Regions from separate parts of the Sus scrofa genome. Here region 1 is linked to region 2. The links are chromatin contacts, called in public HiChIP or PLAC-seq maps. All regions are on one chromosome and are shown on one strand. Each heading gives the region's core, a stretch centred on a gene start, on an enhancer-like site or on the middle of the called end of the contact. The rest is flanking DNA. Distances are from core to core; before and after follow the strand shown. Region 1 overlaps C7H6orf106 (chromosome 7 open reading frame, human C6orf106). Region 2 overlaps RPS10 (ribosomal protein S10).

What was found. HiChIP or PLAC-seq counts read pairs in DNA pulled down with a chosen protein or histone mark.
Region 1: a contact with region 2 is called in an H3K27ac HiChIP or PLAC-seq map of alveolar macrophages. The contact joins two enhancer-like sites. A contact is called at or near these places in 2 of 47 Hi-C or Micro-C datasets (embryonic fibroblasts and epiblast stem cells) and 1 of 2 datasets of contacts at active chromatin or transcription factors (alveolar macrophages).

The regions. Positions count from the first base shown.
Region 1 is chr7:30,629,211-30,632,208 of Sscrofa11.1, forward strand. The region is part of intron 2 of C7H6orf106 (chromosome 7 open reading frame, human C6orf106); the gene reads right to left. Among named protein-coding and RNA genes, the nearest start is that of C7H6orf106, 36 kb to the right of the region's middle. Within about 2 kb of position 1,596, at least 58 of the 83 cell types and tissues checked have an H3K27ac peak or open chromatin away from gene starts, as enhancers often do. A contact at or near this core is called in alveolar macrophages, where this site is marked.
Region 2 is chr7:30,433,323-30,436,501 of Sscrofa11.1, forward strand. RPS10 (ribosomal protein S10) reads right to left here. Exons shown (of 6, transcript NM_001244106.1): 6 at 1,824-2,383. The coding sequence ends at 2,342. Among named protein-coding and RNA genes, the nearest start is that of RPS10, 7.8 kb to the right of the region's middle. Within about 2 kb of position 1,274, at least 14 of the 83 cell types and tissues checked have an H3K27ac peak or open chromatin away from gene starts, as enhancers often do. A contact at or near this core is called in alveolar macrophages, where this site is marked.

The sequences.
Region 1 (2,998 bases), core at 346-2,845, 200 kb after region 2:
CCCTCCATATGCCTCAGGAGCGGCCCTAGAAAAGGCAAAAAGACAAAAAGACAAAAAGACAAAAAAAAAAAAAGAATGTACTACAGTTTCTATTTCCCCACTGGCTCATCAACAGTTTTTCTCCAACGTTTTGGATTTTTGTCAATCTGATAGGTAAAAAATAAGATCTCAGTGAGGTCTTAAAATGGTTTTCTCGAGAGAAAGTTTTCTCTTTTTATGAGAAGTTAAATGTATTTTATATGTTTACAAGTCATTTGTAGTTTCTTTTCGGAAGTACCATTTTGTAAATTTTCTTTTTAATTACTTACATGCTTATAAGCCCCCTTACGAAGGAACTCCAAGCACACAAATCAGAGTTTCTAATTGAACAGAATCACATGACTGACAGCATGGTTCATCAGTGCCAGAAACCAAAGGCCACTAAAGGGTTTAAGTAAGCTATGTTCATTAGAGATCAAAGAAATTACGGTAACTGCTTCTCTTATTATGGTCTTCCTCAAACCAGTGACATCATTCCCAGACCCCACAGTTTAACCACGCAAAAATAGCCTTTTCCAAACATAACCCAACCATAAGCCAATGGATTCAGCGGGTTGCTTTTAATTATGCACAAACATAGCATGAAATAAGTTCTGACAGTACACAACTGTTGAAGAGACATGCTATTAACAGCAAATACTTTTCTGCTGGGGGCCTGTCTGCTCCTCCAGGTGTTTGCAGCTGCCAGAAAGGAAGGCTATATTTAGAGCAGCTACCTCAGGTCAAGGCTCATGCAAGGGTGGCCTGTAGTATTAATCAGTACTGCCTGGAATTATACCACTACCAGCTGCCGGCCCGTGTGTGCTAGATAAAATTTACACAGCGCAGAGCTGGGCCAGGGTCCAAACTGTGCCTGTTTACTTGACCATTCAATAGGAACACTTGGACTTTAGACTCTTCTAGAAATTTCCTTATCTAGCTGACTGTGATCCAAAGTGAAGAATATGTGACTGGTCAAACTTGGGGAGGCCCAGACCCTACCACCCACAAATAGGCTTAGGAGTACATCTGGAATCAGCCTTATACTTAGAGATCAAAGATAAAATGAGGGAGAGAAAAATAAGCCTAGTTTGCACTTTGTTCTTCTGAAAGCTTTTCATAAAAACTAAGTGTCCACATTTTATAAAGATAATTTTTCTGCCGAAGGTCCCAGGCAAACAGCCTGAATTGTTTTCTGTTCACTTGGCTGTAAAATATGCTTGAGAGGGAAGAAACTATTTGTGCGCTCAGGACAACTGCCAATTCTTATCCTCAGCCTGTGTCATATTTCGCCACTTGGCTCCACCTCATATCAGACAGGACTCAGAGACGAGCGCAGTAGAAATACTAACAAGTGGAAAAGTCCAGCTACCCTACTTAGGCAGATTCATCTCCCTCCTCAAATCAGCCTTCATCCCACAGTCAAGCCAAAAAACCTGCTTACTTGTACCTCTATTATATAGGAAATTTAGCCACAGATTAGGAAATATTTGTTAAAGCACGAAGTGAAACTGAAAGTAGTGAACTGGATTCCTGGCAGGAAGCAGGAGTGAAGGATGACAAAGCATATTCATTTTACAAGTAAAAGGTGGAGAGTGGACATTAGCCCAGTGGTGCTCTAATCTATCAGGAAGGTACACAACTTAAAATGTGGGTATAAGTTCCTTGGCACCTGGACCATCTAGATCACTAACTCACTGGGCCAAGGAACAGCAAGAATAGACTAAACAGCTCCAATTCAATGTAAGAACAAGCAGACATGATAGCACTGTATTCTGTTCAAAACAACATATGCAACTATTATTACTAGCCAATAAGAAACTGCATGAAACAGAGCTGGCTGAGGAGATGGGAAAGGGAAGGCACTAACTCAGCATGAGGCCCAGCCTGAAAGGTTAAACGTCTCAGTTCCTTCAGTGTTTTTGCTCAAGAAAAGTTTTTCTCTGATTTCAAATGGTTAAGTGTCCTGAAGAACAAAGGGAGGTAGTGTAACAGGGGAAAAAAGGGCACAAGCAAAGATGGATGATGGTGATGGTTACATAACACTGTGAATATCCTTTATACTACAGAATTGTAGTAAGTTAAAATGGTAAAACTTTATTCATTTTTTATTTTTTAAGTGAAGCACAGTTGATTTACATATCATGCTAGTTTCTAGTGCACAGCAAAGTGATTTGGGTTTATACTGAATACAGTTCCCTGTGCTATACAGTAGGAACTTATTGCTAGCTATTTCACATACAGTAGTTTGGATCTGCTAATCCCAAACTCCTAATCTCTCTCTCCCCGACCCCTTTTCCTCTTTGGTAACTCTAAGTTTGTCTTCTATGTCTGAGAGTCTATTTCTGTTTTGTAAATAAGTTTGTTTGTATATTTTAGATTCCACATAAAAGTGGTATCATATGATATTTGTCTTTCTCTGTCTTACTTCACTTAGTATGATACTCTCTAGGTCCATCCATGTTGCTGCAAATAGCATTACTTCATTCTTTTTATGGCTGAGTAATATTCCATTGTGTATAGTACCACATCTTCTTTATCCATTCCTCTGTCAATAGACATTTAGGTTGCTTCCATGTCCTGGCTATTGTAAATAGCACTGCCATGAACACTGGGGTGCATGTATCTTTTCGAATTAAAGTTTTCTTTGGATATATGCCCAAGAGTGGGAGTGCTGGGTCGAATGGTTTTTTTTTTTTTTGTTTTTTTGTTTTTTGGGTTTTTTTAGGGCCTCACTGGTGGCATACTGAAGTTCTCAGGCTAGGGGTTGAATTGGCTGGCCTACACCACAGCCACAGCCACAGCCACATAGGATCTGAGCTGCATCTTTGACCTACAACACAGCTCACAGCAATGCCGGATCCCCAACCCACTGAGCGAGGCCTAGGGTCAAAACCACATCTTCATGGATACTGGTTGGATTCATTTCTGCTGTACCACAACAGGAACGCCCTATTTTCAGTTTTTTAAAGAAATTTCT
Region 2 (3,179 bases), core at 24-2,523:
ATCACTCAGAGGTGATATTCCTTTTTTTTTTTAAATGTCTTTTTAGGGCCACACCAGCAGCATATGTAAGTTCTGGGGCTAGGGGTTGAATTGGAGTTGTAGTTGCCGGCTTACACCACAGCCACAGTAATGCTGGATCCGAGCCGTGTCTGCGACCTACACCACAGCTCACAGCAACACTGGATCCTTAACCCACTGAACGAGGCTAGGGATGGAAAACACGTCCTAATGGATACTAGTCATGTTTGTTACTGCTGAGCCACGATGGGAACTCCCCATTTGGTTTTTTCTTTTCTTGGCCGCACCCACAGAATGTTGAAGTTCCCTGGCCAGGGACAGAACCCGTGCCACAGTAGTGACGCCAGATTCTTAACCCCCTAGGCCAACAGGGAATTTTGAAAAAACCTTAATTCTTCACATCTGTTTCGTAACCTGACACCATCCAACATCATTTTCCAATCAAACTTCAAGATGCCCTGACTGGTCTCCCCACTCCCCTGCTCCACAGACCACCCTCTGGGTCGCTCCAGCCTCCATTCACTCCCCAGCCTGGCATTGCCTTTCAGTCTGCACTAACAGGCCACGTACACAGTATTTGGCATTATGGACTCAATGTATAGCTTTAGTTCTGCTTTCTTAACTAGACAATGAGGTCCTTGAAGGCAGATTTCAAGCCACCTGTTTACCAGAGCATTTATCAACACTGATCCCTAAAACAGCAATTCCATGCCAGGGGCCATTCAATTTACCTGCCAAGGTTCTGGCAGGCAGCAAGAACCACTTTCATCTGTGTACTTTTATCCACAGGATCTGACTCTACCTAGTGGACCTCTTCGTTTTCCCAGAGTCCATGGGGGATCTTAAAGAACACTCTCTGTAACCAATTCAAATCACGAGGGGAAGGGTTGGCAAAGAGTGACATTTTAGGGCCAGGAAAATCACCAAGGCCATAGAGGAAACCCATCTGCTTGCTTGCTGGCCTCGATGGGAAGCAGAAAAGCTGAGAGCTAACATTTCACAGTAGAATCCAGGTTAAACAATCACAAGGCGTGTGAACACGGGCAAACCACTTGACATGGCTTGAGCCAGCAGAAAAATTGGATAAAAAGCAATCTTTGGCAAGGCAGCCAAGGCTGCTCTGAAACAGCTTCCCCCAACACTACCCCCTCCTGCCAAAGCAAGCTTCTACTCATTGGTGGTTCAGAATACAAAGCTCACCCCCCAGGACTCTAAGCGCACATTCAGGGTTGCTGAGGGCTGCCATCTTGTGGCCTAAACTAGAACTGCCTTTCAGGACTGAAACAGGTGGTTACTATCCAGCCCAGAACCACTTACAGTTTATCAGTTACCAGCTTCCCTTCCTCCCTTCCCATACCAAGCTGGGCCCATAGTACCCCACGAATGATTTCGAAATGCCCAAATCCCATAGGAAGATACACTTCTATTAGCTATCAGTCTTGTTAGCTTTCCTTACCATGGTGGGCCTGCTGGTTGACTCAGACTTGCTGCCTCAAATACCTTTGACCCCGCGAAGGAAGTGTGTGTTCACTGCAACCAGAGGCAGTGGTAGTTTGATCTGCAAACCAAAGTGGGCACCTCACCCACCAAACTGGCCTGCAGCTCTCATTCGACTGCACCTTCAAGGCTTAGCACTATACCAGGCACCTGGTGTTGGCAGTGCAGGATTGCAGAAATGGTCTCAAGAAACTCTCTGGGTGGGTACTTAAAAGATGACACTTGGCCACACCCAAAGACTCACTGTGTCGTCTTCAAGTCATAAGCTGGGTCACCAATGACAGACTCCAGAAAAACCAGATAGTGCATTTTCTGTTTTCAAGGAGGCTAAACTCCAATTGTCCTGTGTTTATTTGATTACAAAGATGAAAAACCCAGGGGATGGCTGGGCAGCCCTTATGTTTTTGTGCATTGTTTTCTCCCGATTCTTGTAAACCCTGAGCTTTGAAGATCAGTAATTCCAGGACCACCATACAGCAATTTTCTTTCCCACCACGCAGAGCTGCGTGAGCCTGCATGGTTAGTGTGGTGAAGACGCCCAGCTTTCCAACCACCTCCCAGAAGCGTAACCGCCCTAGAGCTGACTCTAGCCATGTGCTGGAACAAAGAGGGCCCAGGTAAAGTCATGTAATGCAGCTCTGAGAGCAACAAGTGATGTCACCCTGCCTAAGGACAACTCCCTGAACCAATCCAGTCTTATCCCATTAACATTCTGATCTTTAAACCATTACTGTTCAGGATACACAATGCAAACAAAACAGGGCACAAGAGATAACGGTCTTCTCTGGCTACAGGTTTATTCAACACAAAACAATCTCTTCCAACTTTACTGAGGAGGCTGACCACGTCCACGACCAAAGCCGCCTCTCTGCAAGAAAAAGCACATGATGCCAGCGTTAGTGGTATCCCACAGACCTGTTTCGCTGGAGAGGCCCCCAAATATCAGGGCTCAGAGAATCTAGGCCATAAATCCCAGCCATGGCTCTTACAGGCTACAGGGCCACATTCACACCTTAGGCCGGTTCCTCATTTGTAAACTGGGAACATGAACAGTGTGCCCATACACAGACACGGAAGCACCCAGTAAAAGGACATGATGTTTTGTCTGCCGCACACACTTCTTTTTTTTAATGCCTTTTTTAGGGCCACACCTGTGGCACATGGAGGTTCCCAGGTTAGGGGTCTAATTGGAGCTGTTGTTGCTGGCCTACACCACAGCCCCAGCAACGTGAGATCCGAGCCGAGTCTGTGACCTACACCAAAACTCACAAAATCCTTAAGCCACTGAGCAAGGCCAGAGATCAAACCCATAACCTCATGGTCCCTAGTCAGATTTGTTTCCGCTGTGCCAAAACGGGAACCCCCGCACACACCTTTTTACAAAGGAGACCTCAGAGAACAATCGCGTGCTGTCAAGACCTGCCAGACAGCTGCTGTCCCAGAAGTGATCTGCCATGACTGTGCTGAGCACTTTATAGTTCATGAAAACGAATTCATGGGGGTGATGACGGCCATTAATGAATAGAAATCACCACTATGCCTCGTGCAGTATTAATCTGTGAGGCTCGTTTCAGTAATTATATATTTTCAGAAGCTTGTATACTGTGACTCCAACCTACTTGATTTTGTGATTGGGACTGGGCATTCCTGGATGTGTAAACGCC